3 separate regions of the Sus scrofa genome follow, and all the other regions are linked to region 1. A link is a contact called in public Hi-C and HiChIP or PLAC-seq data. All regions are on one chromosome and are shown on one strand. Each heading gives the region's core, a stretch centred on a gene start, on an enhancer-like site or on the middle of the called end of the contact. The rest is flanking DNA. Distances are from core to core; before and after follow the strand shown. Region 1 holds the start of ZBTB18 (zinc finger and BTB domain-containing protein 18). Region 2 has its middle 44 kb from the start of C10H1orf100. Region 3 holds the start of LOC110255592 (basic salivary proline-rich protein 2-like).

The links. A called contact is a pair of places that touch in the nucleus more often than the background predicts. HiChIP or PLAC-seq counts read pairs in DNA pulled down with a chosen protein or histone mark.
Region 2: an H3K27ac HiChIP or PLAC-seq map of skeletal muscle shows a contact between it and region 1, with 9 times the contacts expected there. The contact joins the enhancer-like site here to the promoter of ZBTB18 in region 1. A contact is called at or near these places in 1 of 5 promoter capture datasets (liver), 3 of 47 Hi-C or Micro-C datasets (embryonic fibroblasts, fetal skeletal muscle and fibroblasts) and 2 of 2 datasets of contacts at active chromatin or transcription factors (alveolar macrophages and skeletal muscle).
Region 3: a Hi-C map of epiblast stem cells shows a contact between it and region 1, with 1.6 times the contacts expected there. The contact joins the promoter of LOC110255592 here to the promoter of ZBTB18 in region 1. A contact is called at or near these places in 3 of 47 Hi-C or Micro-C datasets (embryonic fibroblasts, epiblast stem cells and heart right ventricle).

What each region holds. Positions count from the first base shown.
Region 1 is chr10:16,910,924-16,914,709 of Sscrofa11.1, forward strand. ZBTB18 (zinc finger and BTB domain-containing protein 18) reads left to right here and starts at 2,099. Exons shown (of 2, transcript XM_021064458.1): 1 at 2,099-2,219.
Region 2 is chr10:17,153,328-17,157,113 of Sscrofa11.1, forward strand. No RefSeq gene overlaps it. Among named protein-coding and RNA genes, the nearest start is that of C10H1orf100, 44 kb to the right of the region's middle. Within about 2 kb of position 1,699, at least 34 of the 83 cell types and tissues checked have an H3K27ac peak or open chromatin away from gene starts, as enhancers often do. A contact at or near this core is called in alveolar macrophages, liver and skeletal muscle, where this site is marked.
Region 3 is chr10:16,739,850-16,743,635 of Sscrofa11.1, forward strand. It overlaps LOC110255592 (basic salivary proline-rich protein 2-like), which reads right to left and starts at 1,891. Exons shown (of 2, transcript XM_021064263.1): 1 at 1,141-1,891; 2 at 696-1,021. The coding sequence starts at 1,891. The coding sequence ends at 696. It also overlaps a transcript of AKT3 not described here.

The DNA.
Region 1 (3,786 bases), core at 849-3,348:
TTTCCTGCACTTGTTGGCAAAGCGCCTGCTTCTTTTCACCTGTTTTTATAATATACACTCTTACATTATTATATACACATTATATACATAATTATAGACATACAATCATATATGCTATATATATAGTATATACACTATCTTCCTTCATCGAGAACGTTTGTAAAATTCCCCTAAGTCGAAACAGGTCAGTAGTGAGGTTCTCTGCTCTTTCTACTGACAGACTAAAGATCTAGAATTCACCAGCCACCCAGATCCAACAACAGATTTCACGGAACACAAAACTCTAGTTGCCTCAGGATGGCCTTGACCTCGGTTATCAATCATAAGGGCACACAAAAACATTGAGGAAAGAGCAGAGAACCTCACTACTGTTTCTAACAGGATATTCCAACAGTATTTCAGCTCCAGGAATTTTGCGTGCTCCTGTTTTGACTTCATTAGTAATTCAATATGTCTGATTTGCCCACACGACACTTTTTCAACTTACTTTATCCATCTGACCTGGAACAAAGTGAAAGCACATTTTGCCCAGTTGAAGAGTCTTCTGGCAAGTTGGGTCGCAACAGGCTTGCCAGTCCCAGTTCAGTTAACAAAGAATAAACACATTTCACTTGACATTTACTAGTGCACTAACTTCCTCACTCTGCAGTTTTCTATTTTATATTCTCAAACCATTTTTTTCACTTCTTATTCAACTTTTTACTTGTGATTCTTGCCTCCTCAACAAGATTTCCAGTTTCTTGAGGTTGAGGTTGCTACATGTCTTCGTGGCCCTGATCAACACAGTTTAACTGCAAAGAACAGGAATGGAATAAAAGTTTACTTGAAGGGAGGGAGAAGCGATACAACAGTCTGACATCTACCCTTGGTAGTTTAATTTTGTGGCTTGAGACATACCAATTACGGAATCAGGCTATGGCTTCTACAAGCATCAATTTTACTGCAGTTCTCTAGAATTTGGTCACTTGGGAATGGCTACTTGTAACAGTGCAAGGAAGTACACGTGACAAGAGGGTTCTCCGAGAACGACGGGCGCTCCGCCGCCGTGCCTGTGTCAAGATGCCTCGAGAAGGACGCCCAGAAACGGCCCGTCCGAGCCGGTGGTGTCCGCAGAGCCCGACGCGCACCTGCACACCGGGCAGCGCGGGTGGGCGCGAGGACGTCCCTTAGTCCTAAGCTCTGCGCTCCGGGGGACGAAGGCCTGGGCCCTCACAGCAGGAGCAGAGGGGGCCACCTAATGCCGGACTCAGGTCAAGTCTGTCCCGGGCGCCCTGCCTCCACGGATACCTGCTTAACTTCGAGCAGCCCAGCCCCACTACGTTTAAAAGTGTATTTACGGTTGTCAAGGAGCACACCGAAAAGCTTGCTCCGCACCCCCAGAGCGCGCGAGGCCTCCCAGCCTGGAAACAGGCCCCTCCCAACGCAGCTGTCGCCGCCGCCCGCGGGCTCCTTTCACTTTCTCACGGCCAAGTCCCCCAGAGGGGCGCCGCTGCCGCCACCGCCGCTGCGCCCGCCCGACGACTCCGCCCGCACCGCCTCGCTACCAGCCCCGCCCGCCCGGGTCCGCCCAGCCCAAGAGTTTCTGCTTGCGATTGGCTCGCGGGAGCGGCAGCTCCGGCTGGCCTCTCCCATTGGGTGGGCTCTCTTGTCAGTCCGACGAAAGCCCGCCACTGCCTCCGCCCCTCTGAAAAGCCGCCCTCCTATTGGAGGAGACTGCGTGCAGGGGGCGGGCGGGGAACCCGGTCCGGCCGCTTTCGGTCAATCGCAGCAGCCCAGCGCCGGGAGGGAGGGAGGCGGGGGGAACATCTGGCCGGCGCCGCCGCGTGCGTGCGTGGTGCGTCCCCCCGCCCCTCCCCCCGGCTCCCCCCGCCCCCCCCGCCACTGCCCCCCAGCCCGGGCTCCGCGCTCGCTCCTAGCTCGCTCGCTCCCTCGCTGTGTCTGGCAGGCTGCGGCCGCCGCTGGGCTGCTGCCATGGGGAGCCGTTGAGAGTGGGGCCTCTTCGCTCCGCCGCGCTCCTCCGGCTGCCAGCGGGGGTGGGCGGGCGGGAGGGGGCAGGGGGAGCGGGCGACGGAGCCGGGAGTGGGGGGCGGGGGGGCCGGGAGGGAGGGAGGGGGGCCCGCGGAGGAGGAAGCCCACCAAGTCCGGCGGCGGCGGCGGCGGCGGCCGGGAGGCGGAGGACGCGGCGGCGGTGGGGACGCGGTGACTTAGGGCCGCTCCGTGTGAGTCCCGGCGCCGGCCCCCGGCCCCAACCCGGCGTCCCCTCCGCGCCCCGGCCATGGCGGGCGGGGCGCTGGCTGTGCGGCCCCGGCCGGCGGGGCAGTGCGGGCGGGCGGCCGGGCGGCCGGGCCCCGTGAGTGGAGTTAGTTTGTGCGGGTGGAGCTGGGGGCGGCGGGGCGGGGGGGGCGCCGCAGCGGCGGGGGCCGGGCGCGAGGCCGGGCCGCCGCAGCTGCGGGTCGGGCGGGGTGCGGCCGGTGCAGCTGCGGCGCGGGGCGCGCTCCGGCCGGTGCAGCTGCGGCGGCGCCTCTCGGGGCGGGGGCGCGGGGCGGGGGCTTGGGAGCGGTGCAGCTGCAAGGCGGCGGGACGGCCGCCGCTCCGGGGACCCGTGCAGCTGCGGCAGCGCCCGCGGGGAGGCCCCTCCCGGGCCGGGGCAGTTGCCGGGGGCTCGCGCCTGGGCGGCGGGGAAGCGGTAGCCGCCTCCCTCCCCCGGCTTCTTACGACTTTTCTTTTGTTGTTGCCGTGACCTGGGTCTGTTTTCTCGTCTGTTGTTTAAGGTGTTTTCCTGCTGCACCGGCTCTACGCCCTCCGCCTCCTTCCCTGTGGTTTAACCTTCCTCTTTCCCCTAGTGTTTTATGCACAGCCAACTACGTAAAGATTTGCATTTCTTCCCCACTCCCCGCTCTTCACCCCCCCCCGCCCCCACCTCCTTGAAAAACAAAACCCAACCTCACAAAACCTCTCCGGACCCGCGGCTGCGAGGCGCAGAGGGGTTGATTTGTGGAGTGGGAGTCGCTGGCCCATTGCAGTGCTCGGGACTCGTTAAACTGTCACTCGCCATTCCCCCCGCCCCAGCCTAGCCCCCCGCCCCACCGGGTAAATGGGGTGATTAATGTCTGATATATTGGAATGAGGCGAGGGCATTTGTGCAGAATAGGTGGTGTGGCCGAGAAGGAATTTATTTCCAAAGAGTGCCTCCTGAAATAGGCATTCATAATTGTGTCATTCATCGCGAAGTTAGAGAAAGTTAGGTCTGTGACTTTGGAAAAGCGAGAAGCGCGGGATGGAGACCTTGGTCTTTGTTACTCTTTATTTAACTCTTGGCCGTGGTTTTCTAATGGGAGCGGAGTGGACATCCCCAGGACTGTGACACTTTGCGCCTCAGGCCCCAGCGCCTTTTCTGCTCCTCACCCTCAGAAGGGTCTTGTAGAGACGTGCTTGACATTCACAGATGTCGCAGCCCCTTGCAGGGCACCGGTCAGGCCGGCCCGGGTTACCTTAACAATTTCGTCAGCCGCTCTAAAAGGACCCACAAAGTCTAACTAAAAAAAAAAAAAAAAAAAAAAAAGTTCCCAACTTCCTAGACCTGGCTTCCCTTCCACTTCCCCCTTTCTCCCTGAAAGGTTTTCTTGTGATCATGAACATTACAGAGTGACCCACAAAAAAGATTGTTATGGGACACAGATCAAGGGGAAGACAGAGTTCTGCTCTTTCTGAGCAGAAAGTCAAATCAGATAGGCAGATGCAGCATTCACTGTAAATGGCTGTAGCAGGTTGTATGGGTTTATTAAT
Region 2 (3,786 bases), core at 449-2,948, 240 kb after region 1:
TTAAAATAAGGATTTAAAAGAACTGAAGGGGGAGTTCCCATCATGGCTCAGTGGTTAGCAAATCCGACTAGGAACCTTGAGGTTGCAGGTTCGATCCCTGGCCTCGCTCAGTGGGTTAAAGATCCGGCATGGCTGTGGCTGTGGTATAGGCTGGCGGCTACAGCTCTGAATGGACCCCTAGCCTGGGAACCTCCATATGCCACAGGTGTAGCCCCAGAAAAGACAAAAGAATCAATCAATAAATAAAAGAACTCAGGAGGTTTTAAGATGCGGAGAAGCTGGATGGAGAAGAGGCAAGGACCTGCCGCTTAGCACAGAGAACTCTACCCAGGATTCTGTGATGATCTCTGTGGGAAAAGAATCTGAGAGAGAAGGGATGGATGGATATGGACAACTGGGTCACTTTGCTGTACAGCAGAAATCAATGCAGCACCGTAAATCAACTAGCCTTCAATCCAATGAAAAAAAACAAACAAAACACTAAATGATGGAGCAGAGGAAGCAGCGCTAACCTGAGAGTTAGTGGCATAGCTGTGTTCCAGTCCCTGGCTGGCCACCAATTAAGAGCGTGACTAGAGCAATCGCTGCTCCTCCTGTAAAGTAAGGGAATAACGGGGGCTCATCTGTTCATCAACTGTCTTCGAATTACTGCCGGGGTGCGGGGGTGGGGGGGTGCCGAGGTGGGGCTGGGGGGCACGAGCAGGGCGGGGGCGCACTCATCGTCACAGACCTGGACGTTTGGGACCTTGTCATCTCAACGATGCCTTTCCAGCATCAAAGCTTCCCATAAAGTGAGACTTGACCTTGTGACGCCGTGGCCTTGGGGAAAGCATTGAGTTGACGTGCCCGCGGTGGTTCCAGTTCCACCCGGTCTCAATGACGTTCACCCTGGCGGCAATTGGCGCTCACCTCTTTGCAAATAGATAACCAGTTAGTCTAAGTCCAGTGCATCTATGGAGAGAGAGGCGGGTCCTGGACCACTGTGGACAGGCCCTTGACCTTGAATTATGTGGCAGGAGCAGGGACATGCAGATTGGCCCTCAGAATTATGCCGTCTAGACCAGTATCAGCCCGAGTTCGCCTACCCCATCCTAGCACCAGCAGACACCTCAAGGATGGCTTTCTCCCTGGAGGAACTAGACCATGTAGCAGAAGGATCTGAAGGATGCTGCCAACAGCGTTAGGATAATTGGGACTTGACAGCAAATAAATCCTGTAGAATCAGGACCACTTTCCCCCTCCCAAAGCCCCAAAGTGAGGACACCTTCCAAAAGCTCAGAACAGTCTGTTTATCTGCTTGGTGGAGAGTCCCTCGTCCTGGACCGCATGCTGCCCCCGGCCCCCGCAGTGCAGTGAACCCAGTTGGCAGCGCGGAGACACGTGGATGGCAGTCAAACACCCAGATGAAAACTGCAGCTGATGGCCCGGCCTTTCAGGTCAGTGGCTGCTGTGCCACAGCTCTGCCCCTGCCTCCTGAAGTTCAAATGCCAGGCTGATTTCTATCTGGAAGCGTCCCAGCCCAAACATGGAACAAAAGTTGCCTCTGACAAGCCCATTCCGGGTTCCAAAGTATGTTATTCTGTTTGTTGGCAAATAGAACTGTCACCAGCAACAATAACAACACTGTTTCCCCTCCATTGAGGCTACTTCATTTCTTCACATTTGTTCCAGGGCTGGAGCTGGACAGATGAATAATGCAGACCAGGCGGCTGGCCCAAGCCCTGACCTCATGCCTCCAAAAGCAAACACGGCAGTGAACACGGAGACGTGTTTGTTTGAACTCTCACTGCCTAACTTAAAAAAGAAAAAGGACGAAATAAAAACAAGCCTCCCATCATCCCATGCCATCAGGGTAGCCCCTGAAGTTTTATTGTTTTGTTTTTCTTTTTGCATTTCTCACTTTTTTCAAACGGGGAACTAATGCCCTCTACTGGTGCAGGGAAGGGCGCCAGTCCCCCCATCGTCGGGGTTACCCTGCCATCTCGTGGCCATCTTCGGGAAGTGCAAGTTTAGATAAAATCCATTTCAGGCCTCATAAAACCCAGGTCGTGTGAAGGAATCTTCAAAATATTTAGACAGGCTTTCATTTAAAACATCCCGAGAAGATAGACTGGATTGTTCGTGGAAAACAGAGATTGGATTTGGAGTCAGAATGCAGTTCCGTATCTCCGTGCCAATCAGCCATGCGTGGCAGCACACGAGCAAATCGTTTCATTTTCTGAACCTGTTTCCTCACCTGTAAAATGAAGGGCATAATAAATGTTTGATGCTTAGAGTTTTGTGAAGCTTAAATGAGGCTGCACGTGAGAAGTGACTTGTGGAGCTCTCCTATGGCTCAGCAGGATCAGGATGAGCGGGTGTTGTCACTGCCGTGGCTCAGGTCACTGCTGTGGTGCAGGTTCGATCCCTGGTCCGGGAACATCCCCATGATATAAATATGTTAAATATCTCTAAATATATTAAGATATATTTATGTACATAAATAGTAATATTTATTTATTGCAAATAAATATTTAAAATTTTAAAGATATATTAAAGATCTCTAAAGAAGTGGATTCTCTCATAACCTGGTAAAACTTTTTCCAAGACTCAAAGCCGGTTTCACTTTCTGACCCTCCTATAGCATAAAGCCTGAGCCTTAGAATGAGACGGGAGAAGGATCCCCCATCCTATACTTTCCTAAAGGCACAAGGCTGTCTGGTTCCTTAGCTTTCACTTTCCAGATTTAAGGGAAACCAGTTTCTTTGGCCTTTCTTCAGAGGACCAGCGAAAGGATAATAATGAGGAAGCAGGAACCTAGATGAGCCAGTGGAAGTTAAACTCTGCTTACCTGGAATCGCCCAGAGGCCCTTAGGGCGGGCGCTTCCTCATCTTCCAGAAAGAGCCCGGAGCCAGACGCTGTGGGCTCAGGGCTGACGTCAGATGACTCATCAAACTCAAGATGGGTTTGGCGGCCGAGGCTTCTGTGCAGCTGTTTGGAGGAAGCCAAGAATTTCTGGTGCCTTGCTCTGGACTTGGTGAGCAAACCCAAACGCTGCAGTCCCCTCCTCATGCTCAGTGTCAGTCCTGCCTGGTCGGCGGCCCAGCCAGCACCGGGTCTACTGATAAAAACGTCCAAGGCCATCCACAGGCCAGCGCTTCTGTGTTCTCTGGTTACAGTTTATCACTCCCGCCCCACTGATGCGGGAGGCAGGCTTAGGGGACATTTGGCAGCAGGATCAATAGTTTTGCAGAGAGAAAATGGCCTGCTGGCCAAAGGGACATCAAATCCTCGGGGGAGTGGTGAGGAGCTATGACTCAGATTTCCAGGCCATCTGCCCCCCTCCTTACCCCCTCCCCCCAGCCCCCAGGCTGGGCTCCGCTTCCACCTGTTTCCAGGTTTTGTTCATCTAGGTCTGTCCTCAGGAAGCCATCTTTGACTCTCTGAATGTCACCAGCCAACCTGTGTGTCAGCAGGTGACAGAGGAAGGAGGCAGGCCGTGTCTTCGGGGGGTGCTGTGGTGGCCCGGGGGTGGGGGCGGAAGGAAAAGGTCAAGCCTCTACCCTGCAGAATGAGAGCCTCCTTCCCAAGGCCGAACGGTGACGGCCGGCACGCCACGGTCAAGGCGCCCTCTCATTCCCCCCACCCAGCTCTTACTGGGCTGCCCAGAAGCTCTACAGTGACCTCCTTGTGGATGTAACCTACAGCTTTTTTGGTTTTTTGCTTTTTTTTTTTTTTTTTATGGTCACACCTACAGCATATGGAAGTTCCCAGGCTAGGGGTCGAAGTGGAGCTGCAGCTGCCAG
Region 3 (3,786 bases), core at 641-3,140, 170 kb before region 1:
CATGGCTGATGCAGACCGATGCGCAGGAGGAGGAGGTGGACGAGGAAGAGGCTGGTTTGTTTACTTGCAGCCAGAGCCGCCGCCGCCGCCGCCAGCAGCGACAGCATCACTGGATCCGCCAAAGCCAGCATCTTCCGCACATTTCTATTCTTAGCACACAACTCCCGAGCGGATCAAAACCCCACTACTATTAAAAACACAGACAAGCACGTTCCCCACCTCCCACACACCCCCACCCCACCAGTGCCGTCTCTTCCTGTGCGCCGGCGGCGAGGGGGTGGGGGTGGGAGAACAAGACCCCCGGGGAGCCGGCGCATCCTCGCCTTCCCCCACCCACGCGCAGACAGCCCCTTCCCCCACCCAAGCGCCCTAACACCGGCGCTCCCCGCGTTACATAACCCCGCCGCCACCCCAGGCCGAGCGGGCCCCCTCCTCACGCCGCCGGCCGGCGGGGAGGGTGAGGGGAGGGAGCGAGAGTGGCGCAGAGACCGGAGGCGCCGGGCCAGGGCGGCCCAGACCCGGAGCGCACCGCTAGGCCGGGAACACCCTCCCCGGCTACCCCCGCAAAGTGAGGGGTGCGGTCCGGCCGCGCCGGGCATCCCCGGCCTCCCCACCCGCATCCGCACCCCAGCCCCCGGCGACCCAGCCCCGCCCACGCCCCCGGCGCAGTGACAGGCTGGACGCCCCCACCTCGTTCACCGACCGCCGCCCCCGCCCGAGGGGGGCCCGGAGGGAGTGCGGGCGCGGCTGGGAGGGGGCGAGAGTGGGGGGGCGGTGGCTGTTACCTGCAAAGGCGGCGGCGGCGGCCCCGCAGCTGCTCGGGCGGCGGCAGAGGATGGAGCCGGGGGGCGGGGGGAGGAGAGGGGGCGACTCGGGGGTCCCCCTCCCTCCTCCTCCCCTCCTGTCCTCCCCCCACCCCGCAGAGCCTCTGGCCCCCCTGGAGCCCGGTGCGGCCGGCGGGAGGGCAGGCGGCGGGCTGCAGGGGAGGGAGGGAGGGAGCCGGCCGGGCCGGGCCGCGGAGCTGGAGCGGGAGGCGGCGGCGGCGGCGGCGGCGGGAGGAGGGAGGCGGCGGGGGGAGGGGGCGGAGACTCTACGTGGGAATCGGATCTCGGCTACAAATTCAATTCATCACCAGAAAACTCCGCTCGGGCGGGGGCCGGGTCGCGCCGGCGAGGCGAGGCGGCGGCGGCGGCGGGCGGAGGCTCAGGGCCCCGGCGGCCCGGAGCAGGTCGGGGGTCTGCGGCCTCCTCTCGGGCCGCGCCCCGCTGGGGGCCCCGCCGCCGCCTCCCCACCCCCTCCTCCCCCACGGGGCCGCCGCCGATCGGCTCTTGCGGCCGCCGCCGCCGCCGCGGGGCTTGTTGTTGACTTTGAGGAAAACTCCTGACGTCAGGGGCTGGCGCTCCGCGACTGGCGGGAGCGGTTTCCCCGCGTCCCCGGCCGGCCCGCTGCTTCTGCCCCCTCCCCACAGGCCCACGTCCGCGGGCTTCCCCGCGCCCCCTCTCCTCTCGCGAGAACACCCCCCAGCCGGAGCCAGGAGCTGGGCGTCGTTCCTGGGCGGGAAGTAGTGGGTTTCCCCCGCGCCCTCGTGGCGTGCGGCGGGCACCCGAGGCCCGGGCGCGGAGGCTCGCTGCCCTCCTCCGCGCTCAGCCGGGCCCCAGGCTTTGCCCGCCCGCCGCGGCTCGGGGGCGGTCGGGCGGGGAGGGTGACGGGCCTGGACCTGAGGCCCCCAAGGTGGGCGGTGCCCTGTGCGGACGCGCCCCCGAAAGCTGGGAGCCGGGAGGCCACCGACCCCACCCGTCTGCACCTCGGGGGTCAATCCGAAGCCTAACTCGGCTCCTGACTCCCGGGAGGTCTTACCGTCCAGTTCAAGAACCCCTCTCGGAAGAGCCATTTCGGCGCTTCCTGTAAGCAGCCACGACCACACTGTGTAAAGCTTGCGGTAGAATCGCAATTCAATCTTAAAATTTCACACTTTTTAGAGATACTAGTTTTCATTGACTTCGGGGAAGCCATGATGTATTGCATTCACTACGAAGAAGATGCCATTTTTCTTTGGAAGTTCTTAGTTCCTGGGAATCTTTGCAATGGAGAGACTACTTTCTGCAAAATGGTCATATTTTTTTACTGTCCATCATGCTCCATAAAGTTATAAAAGACGTTTATTTTTTTCTGACGGAACACTGGGGGGGGGGAAACTATTTCGCCACGTGGTTTTCACCTTGTGGATTTATCTGTTATTTCTCCCAATGTAAGATTCTTGTTAGTGCTTTCTCGGCTTCTTTCTGTAGAACAGTTTCTCCTGATGCGCACCTCCTACTCCGCTTTTCATGTTCTGACAACTTTGGGTTGGTAGTCATTCCTTTACACTATATCCCTGGTATTTGCATAGGGAGTTGTATTTATACATCTATGTCCACAGCTTTTGCGAAATGCACATCTATTGGGATTGTGGACAGGACTACGAAACCTATGAGAAGTAAAGGGCCTTTTAAGTCAATTTTCTCCATTAATAAGGGAAACGCTTTTCTGACCGTTTTAGAACAAAATTTGCCATTTTAAGAGAGACAATCCACCGGAGAGAAAAAGTCCTCAATTACTGCTCTTCTTCTTTTTCTCTATTTCCCAGCATGTCATGAGCTCATTAATATAGACTGTATCCTTATTCTCAGTTTATCTGTGTATAAAATATATATAATTTATTGCCATAATTATGAGACCTCTCACAGTCCCTATTGGTAAAATGGTTCCATTACAGATTTCTTGGGAATAGCAAAAATGGGTCAGATTTTTATTCTATAATAACCCAACCCACTTTTTATTTTTAAGAAAATAGTCCCTAGGACAACAGCGCTAAAAAGAGTGTCTCAGAACCCCTTTAAATATTTAATTCTGAGAGTTGTGATAATCTGATTTACTAGATATCTCTTAAAAGTCGCAATTCTCATTCGTTTCCGGTTTTAACATCAACATATTTGCCAGAACCAAATTTGTCTTATGAGCCATCCTTCCTCAAAATAGTTCTTCAAGTCTCATAAGATTGTATTAAATCCTAACTAGATTAAACCCTAAAAGTAAATGCGGTATAAACTACGGAGGATTATATATTCTGGCCTTCATGTATTTGAAAAATTGTGAACTTTTATTTCTTCTGTGTTTTGTTCTACTATAGTAGTTTCATTACTTTCTGTAATAAAACACATCACCTTTTGTTATAGAATTATTATAGAACTAGTATTCCTTAAGTAGCATTGTTCTTTCAGACTGTGCCATCCTGAATTTGGGAGAATTTTCCAGTTGTGCTTGGATATGTATGCAGTGTGCATGTGAATGATATATTGTATATACAGTGTGTGTGCCAGATTTCTCCTCCTCCTCATTGTCATCACATTCCAATCCTGCTGGTAGCAGGAGCATGTTGATCCACAAGAATATCCCTCCTAAATTTTGGAGGAAAGCCTTCATTCTTTATTAATCCAGAAATTCTTAAGGCTGACATCTCTCAGTAGTAGTAATGTATGCATCTTAAGAAAAATATTCTCTCTTCTCGACTACCAATGAATAAATTACTGAGATCTGTTTCTTAGTACTTCCACCATTTCTTGGGAGTAACTTAAACTAGAAGGCACAATTAGAATTTCAGGGCATCAGGTGACAAAAATTAAGTTACTGCCTCACTACCTGAATAGCACGGGCATCTTGTCTCCAGTGGCTGCAATAGAACATGACACAAAGTACGCACAAAATAAGTGTTTGTTCTCATGGTCATGGAGAACAGACTTGTGGTGA